2 separate regions of the Pan troglodytes genome follow, and region 1 is linked to region 2. Evidence: chromatin contacts called from public Hi-C data. All regions are on one chromosome and are shown on one strand. The core of a region is the stretch at or near the end of the contact, and the rest is flanking DNA. Distances in the headings are between cores, read along the strand shown.

What was found. A called contact is a pair of places that touch in the nucleus more often than the background predicts.
Region 1: a Hi-C map of induced pluripotent stem cells shows a contact between it and region 2, with 1.7 times the contacts expected there. The contact joins the promoter of CREB3L2 here to the enhancer-like site in region 2. A contact is called at or near these places in 2 of 7 Hi-C or Micro-C datasets (induced pluripotent stem cells and stem cell-derived neural progenitor cells) and 1 of 1 datasets of contacts at active chromatin or transcription factors (stem cell-derived excitatory neurons).

Annotation. Positions count from the first base shown.
Region 1 is chr6:153,364,466-153,368,366 of NHGRI_mPanTro3-v2.0_pri, reverse strand. It overlaps CREB3L2 (cAMP responsive element binding protein 3 like 2), which reads left to right and starts at 2,122. Exons shown (of 12, transcript XM_001148336.7): 1 at 2,122-2,721. The coding sequence starts at 2,620. It overlaps LOC134810578 (a long non-coding RNA gene), which reads right to left and starts at 2,130. Exons shown (of 4, transcript XR_010159017.1): 1 at 1,935-2,130.
Region 2 is chr6:153,021,622-153,025,668 of NHGRI_mPanTro3-v2.0_pri, reverse strand. All of the region lies in intron 3 of DGKI (diacylglycerol kinase iota), which reads left to right. Among named protein-coding and RNA genes, the nearest start is that of DGKI, 190 kb to the left of the region's middle. Within about 2 kb of position 2,153, at least 2 of the 24 cell types and tissues checked have an H3K27ac peak or open chromatin away from gene starts, as enhancers often do. A contact at or near this core is called in induced pluripotent stem cells, where this site is marked.

The DNA.
Region 1 (3,901 bases), core at 873-3,372, 340 kb before region 2:
AATGTTTGTATTCCTACATTAAGGAAGATGTACAGATGGTTCCTGACTTATGACTTATGATTTCCTGACTTTATGATGGTGTGAAAGAGATATGCATTCAGTAGAAGCTGTACTTTGAGTTTTGAATTTTGATCTTTTCCCGGGCTAGCAATACGCAATATGGTATTCTCTCCTGGTGCAAGGGAGCCATAGCTCCCAGTCAGCCACACAATCATGACAGTAAATAACTAGTACTGTGTTGCCAGATGATTTGGTCCAACTGTAGGCTAATATAAGTGTTCTGAGCACATCTAGGGTAGGCTAGGCTAAGCTATAATGTTTGATAGGTTAGGTATAGTAGATGCATTTTTGACTGATGATATTTTCAATTTATGATGGGTTTATGTGGATGTAATCCCATTGTACATTGAGTGACAGATTAAAAAAATAAGAAAGGTCTTTAAAAATGGAAAGAGCAATCTATGGAAAGAATGTGATGAAGGGGATACTAGGCTGGAAAAGAAAAACCAAGAACCTAAGAGAAAAATGAGAAAACTATTATATAAGGAAGGTGTGTGCCCATAAACTAGAGCTTCTATTTAAGCATTAAAATAATCTCAAAAGCTGGGCGTGGTGGCTCATGCCTTAAATCTCAGCACTTTGAGAGACTCAGGAGAGAGGATTGCTTGAGCCCAGGAGTTTGAGGCCAGCCCAGGCAACAAAGTGAGATCTTGCCTCTACAAAAAATTTAAAAATTAGCCGGGTGTGGTGGTGCACATCTGTGGTCCAAGCTACACAGGAGGTTGAGGCAGGAGAACTGTTTGAGCCCAGGAGGTGGAGGCTGCAGTGAACTGAGATCGTGCCACTGCACTCTAGCCTGGGTAACTGAGTGAGACTCTGTCTCAAAAAAAAAAAAAAAAAAAAAAAAAAAATTCTCAAAAGACCCCAGAAGATAGGACCAGACAAATGCAATAGTTTATATGATAAACTGCTGCTTTAAAGACAACATAGAGTTCAAAGACATTTGTCTCCACCCGCCAAAAAATACTTGCCAAGGAAACAACACAATAGCTAATACCTGAATGTGCCATTGTAAGAAACTTCTAGAGCTAACTGGCAAAGACCTACTTTTATATTTAAGATAGGTAAACTATATTTTTAAGGGCTTTTTTTTTTGGAATTAAAAAGGAGGAAGAAGAATCACAGTGTTGGGGGGAATTCCTTTAGAACAGGCCATCTCTTCCCTATTCTAGGAGGCAGGCCTGGTGCTCTGGCCCTGGCTCACCTTTCCGGCCTTTCCCACCCCTCCCTGCCAAGCACCTCTGCTGCAGCCACACTGGCCTCCCCAGCAGTCACGTGAACACCAGCTTCCCCCGAAATCTCATTTCCTTTAGGAAGAACTTCCCTGATCAGCACGTAAAATAGCATCGATCTTGACGCATCCTGTTTTCCTGCTTTTATTTTTCTTTATAGCAAATTCCACTTTCTGAATTTAAATGTTTATTTCTTTGTTTATTGCCTGACTCCTCTGAGATAAAAGCTCTATGAATTCAAGGACTGGGCTCACTTCTGTAGGACCTGGAAAAGCATGCCATTGACTCTTATCAAGCAGATGAAAGAAAAACATACAATAAGTGAAGTCCATAAAAAATAGAAGAACCCAACAGAAAATGGGCGAAAAAGGTGAAGAACAATGACAATTTCCTAGAGCTGCACTAATATAAATGTATGTCCATGAGGAATATTTGTATTTTTGTATAATATGTAATCCATTTAAAAAATTCCGAGAGATTCAAATGAACTAAAGTACTTGAAAATGTTTAAGTCCCCCGCGCAACAACTCTCGCGCCCCCTGTCGGCGCGCTGGCTAATTTCTGAGGATTCTCAGCAAGAGGACTGAACTCACCCTCCCTCTTTTACAAAATGTATTCTTGTCGCTATTTCATTGGCTGTACCTTTCAGACGCCCCTTTCACATTAGTCAAGCCTCCAGTCCATCACTTCTGGATCCAAGCCCTCTATTGGTCAGCTGTAGGCGACAGCCGACAGCGGGCCGCGCTCAGGCAGGAGGAGTTCCTCGGTGACGTCACAGACACTCCCCGGCTACATTCCAAGGCGTGGGCGGAGACTTCCCGCGGCCTCTGCCTTTGGGGGCGGGACAAAGCCGAGAATGAGACTTCTGATTGGGTCTGCTAGGCAAGGCGGATATCCAATTGGTCAAGCCTTGGAGGGAGGTGGGGCCGCAGCTGGGTCCTGGAGCAGAGCCGAGGAGCCCTGGGGTGTCTCAAAGTTTGTGTCTGGAGCCGTAGCGGCAAGTGGGCTTGCGACTAAGGGATTTTCCTGGGATGAGAGCGGGTCTTCTGCCTTCATTTTGGATGCACATCCCGCTTTAGCCCCGGCAGCCTTTGGTCCGGCTCGTGTCCCTGGGGATTCTCGGATCTCCGAGGACACCGGACGGGAGCGCTTGGCCATCCTCTCTCCGTCAGAGGAGCAGACGTTTGCTTTCCAAGTGCAAAACTACAGACACGCGCGCGCACGCACGCACGCACACGCGGAGAGAGAGGAACCTTGCCGGTCCGAGGCAGCTCTGCGCGTCCCCTCCTGCGCTTAGCATCCTCGGCCCAGCGCGGCCCGCACCGCCATGGAGGTGCTGGAGAGCGGGGAGCAGGGCGTGCTGCAGTGGGACCGCAAGCTGAGCGAGCTGTCAGAGCCCGGGGACGGCGAGGCCCTCATGTACCACACGGTGAGGACCCGGCGGGCGGGGCAGGAGGGCTTTCAAAGCGGGCAAGTGTTGTCACGCGAGGAGCAGCTGGAGTCCTGGGACCCGGGAAGGCAGAGTTTGGGGCAGGGCACGGTCAGAATCAAGAGGTCCTGGGCGAGGTGTACTTTAATGTCTGAGCAGATGAAGGCGGGCAGCTGGCCCCTTTACATTTCTCATGAGAGTAATGCCACTTTGTATTCCTTTAACAATTCATGCTTTTTTCCCTGAGGCTTTTTCCATCTGTAATATCATTTTCTGTTGTTAACAGTACTGTAATGCGGGAGAGGGAGTGTGTGTTTTGAGAATAACATGCCTCCGCCTAGTTTGCTATTGATTTTTTTTTGAGGTTTTCAAAAACTGGACAAGATTAAGTAGCATTTCCTTTTCATCTGTCTCGTATTCTCTTTCCCTCTCTCCCTCCCTTCCTCTTCTTTCATATTTATATTTTAAAAAGTACACGTGTGTGTGTGTGTGTGTGTGTGTGTGTGTGTGTGTGTGTGTGTGTGTGTTGAAAGGGCTCCTCTACGTTTAGGAGAAAGGCGGCTTTATTTGCTTTCTTAAACTGTACGGCCAAGGAGTCTCCTTCCTCCCTCTTCGGAGGAAAAACCAGCAGAGGAGTATGGAAAATCTGAGACAGTTGCATATTTAAGGAAGGCTCTGGGGAAGGTGGGACAGCTCACCAGTTGCTTGTTCAGTCTTATACTAATGCCTCGGAGATCTCTTTGGGGATTAAGCTGTCCCAGAGCACGCACATTTCTTTTAAAGTTTTTAATGTCAACTTTTTGGTATTAAGTTTGCAAAATGAAATTTTGTTTTCAATAGCCAGCACTGATCATAGGACTTTATGCAAGATCTCTTTGTTTGATTCTTATCCATGCAGACGTTTGTAATGGGGGTGGGGCTGGGGTGAGGGGGGACACTAATGAGAAAACCACTGGAGGCTTGGCTGCTTCCCCTTCACGCTTTTTTAATGGGGTCAGTACCAAGATATTTGAAACTTTCGCAAAATGGCCTGCAGGCTCCACCTCTTTGGCCTTTGACTCTGGCTGACGTTATTTTGAGACAAGGAATGAGGGCCTCCCTGCTGATTCCCACCGAAGTATTTGTGGTGGCTGAGAGTGGCTTGTTTTAAAAAAATGCAGAGTGCAGGGCTGAGAGGGAG
Region 2 (4,047 bases), core at 904-3,403:
ATCTTTCCCTTCCTTCCTTTCCTCTTTTTCTCTATCAAACTCTCTCAACTCCCACCAGATATTCATTGTTACTTAGCAGAAATCACATATCTTGCTCAAAGGAAGAAAAAAAATAGCTTTCTTGGTACATATAGATCAGGGACTTAGGCAAGGGAGGTAGTTGGGTGGGATAGGATTCAATATTAATCTCTTTATTAGGGACAATTGTATACTCTCTACCACTGCCTGCCACTGATGCCTCTGTCCTCCTCAATCCCCATTCCCTGCTCCAGTGGTCTAAAGCTGTGACAGTTTTTCTCCCTTGCCTGCTATGAGCTGAAGATTGGTGGAGAGCTGTCACTGCTTTCAATGCCAGCAGTGCCTGCAGCATGGGAAATATGTAGGATGTGTTTTCTCTTATAACCACTGTATGGCTGCTGGTGAGATCATGCCCACCATCCTAAAACCTAGCATATATATTATTGTGTTGTTATTAAAGTAAATGTTGGTCATGTTTTTATTAGAACAGTGTAATATAATGGACTGTGATCTATACTGTATTCCATATTGTCTTAGTTTAAATGGATATGTTCCCCCCTCTGCCCACCCCGTACCACACACCTACAAATAAGTTTCTTTTGAATACCAACACCAGCAAAATCAGGAAACCCTTAGTAAGGGTGCTTAGATGCTGTTTGATATTTAAGGCAGTAAGCTCAACTGGCCTTTACATTCATTGATGAGAGCAAATTATTGTTTTTTAAATAATTTTAATTTTTAAACATGTTTCATGTTCTAGGCAATATTTGTTTAAATTGTGTTTTTGTGCTAGGTTCTATAACAACTATGTCCCAATGTAAGGAATAAGAGGTAACCTACTGAATGCTTCTTTTTTGAGATGGAGTCTCGCTCTGTCGCCCAGGCTGGAGTGCAGTGGCGTGATCTCGGCTCACTGCAAGCTCTGCCTCCCAGGTTCACGCCGTTCTCCTGCCTCAGCCTCCTGAGTAGCTGGGACTACAGGTGCCCGCCACCATGCCTGGCTAATTTTTTTGTATTTTTAGTAGAGACGAGCTTTCACTGTGTTAGTCAGGATGGTCTCGATCTCCTGACCTTGTGATCCGCCCGCCTCAGCCTCCCAGAGTGCTGGGATTACAGGCATGAGCCACTGCTCCCGGCCCCTACTGAATGCTTTTAAGTGACTTTTCTTGGTTTAATTTATCACCTTTCATAGAGAAGTAAGCACTGGCTCATATAAGTTATTTGGGAAAAAGTGAATATTTGTAGTATTTAGAATGTCCAGATTCCTGCATCTTACCTTTGTATATAGCTGGGAACTTAAAAATGAAAAATTGCAACCTAACTAAGCACAAAATTCTATGTGTTTTGGGCAATTTCTGTCCGGAAGCTTATTATCCAACTACTTCAAATAACTTTAACCAGTTGAAATGTAGTCATACGCCGTGAAGTCAGTGATTAAAATTTCAGATTTGCTAAAACAGTTTCCCTCAATTAAGGAACTAAAAATCTATTTACTTTTCTACTATGGCAAAAGACCTGGGACCTTTATTCAGAATTTATTTACTTAATTTTACATATGATTGTAAACTGTAATTATCTGATTTCTCAAATTAAAAGCTGTTGAGAAGCTGCCATTTAGGAAATTGAGAGCAACAAAAGACAGCAACACTGACTCAAAAGGAGCTCTACCCAAACAGAAGGACAGGAAAGAGAAAAATGACTGTTCTTTGTACAGTGCATCATGTTGTAGTCTTTATGAAGAAAAATTTAGAATATGGTTTATATATTCTGCCTCAAAAGGCACATAAGTTCATAATATATTTTAAGAGGATCTTTTAAAAATCAATATAGTTCAGTTAAAATCAGTTTTAGAACTTACAGCACTCGACTCCATATATTATCATCTGCGGAACGTTGCACTTCAGTTTTTCCATATGAATGATGTTAGTGCATTTACATGACGTTCCAGAAGGCTGAGAGATAGCATATCTTAATGCACCAGTTCTCAAATTCTTCTAGCCCAGATCCCTTGTGCAAAAGATGTTTTGACTCAGAATCCTGATTTGTAAAACAAAGGAGGAGGCATTGCATTTCATTGAATGCATGAGGCTTCCTGAGTTTTCTCCGCATCTTCCTTCCATCTTCAGTGACTTTCATAACAGACTAAGAAATCCCTGGAACTCCATAGAACTTAATGCAGAGCGTAGTGTCAAGCACGAAGCTAGACTAGGACAGGAGTTATTGGCAAGGAGGGAGGCTTTTCAGGCATCCTTAAATCACACCCTGTAAGTGGTTTCCTACCTGTGGTAATATTGCATTGCTTATCCACAATGTAATTTACTAGGAGTTTCATGGGAAATGAATAGACTAAAATCAACTCCAGTTTCCTTTGTGTCGCTATAACTCTGATTAGCAATGTGACTCAAATGCCCCATGCGTTTTCCACAGGTGGTGCCAAAGCAGTGATTCGCACCAGGATATCCATAGGAAACAGAAGGAAAACCATGATTTGCTTATGGGTGCTCTACCCTGTAGAGCAAAATAGAATTTTTTGATTCTTCTTTTGATTGCTACTGCTGTGTTACTACGATTACTACTGTATATTTTCTTGTTGTTCCTCCCCCTCCTTCTTTTTCTCCTCTTCTTTTCTTTTTTAGTAGTAGAACAAGACACTGTTCAGTAGTGTAGCTAGATGCTTTGGTTTCTTTTATCATTGTTATGTGCAAAAGCAATTGTCAAACGTATTTCATGTGCTACACCATGTTCTTCCCTCAGGAAGAGGAAATCCGAGAGTGATAAAAGCATCTGCAAGCAGAATAAAGGAATCTCAGTCAGTGGATTTCTTCTACAAGTTTCATGGCAGCGGTACTGCAGTGTTTTAGGTTTTTGTTGGTGGCTGATAATGTGTAAATACCCCATGTTGAATGAATGCAGCTGTCCAAGACCTATGAGGCTGCATTTTCTTTCCTAATCCTACCCCTCCAAAGTGGTGGTTTGCAGCTCTTCAAATCTCTGGCCGCAGCAATGCTTTATTTCTTCTCACCTACCTGACACAATTGACTCAAAAATTATACCTCAGCAGGGGAAACCACTCCTCGGAAGGGGAAGGTTGCCAGCAATCTCTAAGAGGACAGGAACTCAGGACCTTTCACACTTGGATGCTTTGATAGCCCATCTGACAGATAGGCTTAGTTATAGTACATTTCTTTCAGGCTCAAACACAGAAATTATTCATACAAATCCTCCTTCCAGTCTGTCCTTTATAGAGAGGGCTGAACTTTCCTATCTTAGATCCTGCATGACACTGGCAGTCATGAAATGTAGATTCTGCTCATTCATCTCTCTCCATGCAGTCCATTTTTTATCATTAGAGAAAAAAGATAAACTTTAAAAAGTTTTATTTCATTATAATTTTAAACTAATACTGACTGTCAGAGAGGCCGAATTGTGTAATGCTTATAAGCATGAGCTCTGAAGCCAGACCACTTGGCCCTGCTGTGCCTTAATTCACTGACCTTGGGCAGTTTTCTCATCAGTGAAATGGAATTAAGAATAGGACCTGTTTCATAGGGTTGTGAGGGTTAAGTGAACTACCATTTGTGAAGTGCTTATAAGAACAGATAGCAAATACTATATTCCTATTAGCAGCGTTTCCTGCTTTTGTTGCTATTCTTATTATTGTTTCCTGGGCGTAAAAGCTGAACTTGCCTTCCTTTACTTCTGGAAGATTTGGGCAGAAACCAAAGTAACTTAGTCTAGACTCATGCCTGGGATAGAAGCCTAAAATGACTGGCCCCTGGAAATCTAGACTCTTTGGCAATAGGTAAAGAATGCCTGTTTTCAACTTAGATCTGAGTTTGGATGTTGGTCTTGCCCCTTAGCTACTTGAGTGATAATGTAGAAAATATTTTAAAATGGAAGAGAATAATGCCTATATTGTAAGGTTCTGAAACTTAGAAATGACAGAACAAAGAGCCGGTTCTTGTTATATGCTCAAAATATTGGAGCTATTATTATTATTATTTGAAGAGACAATCTAGCCCACCCTAA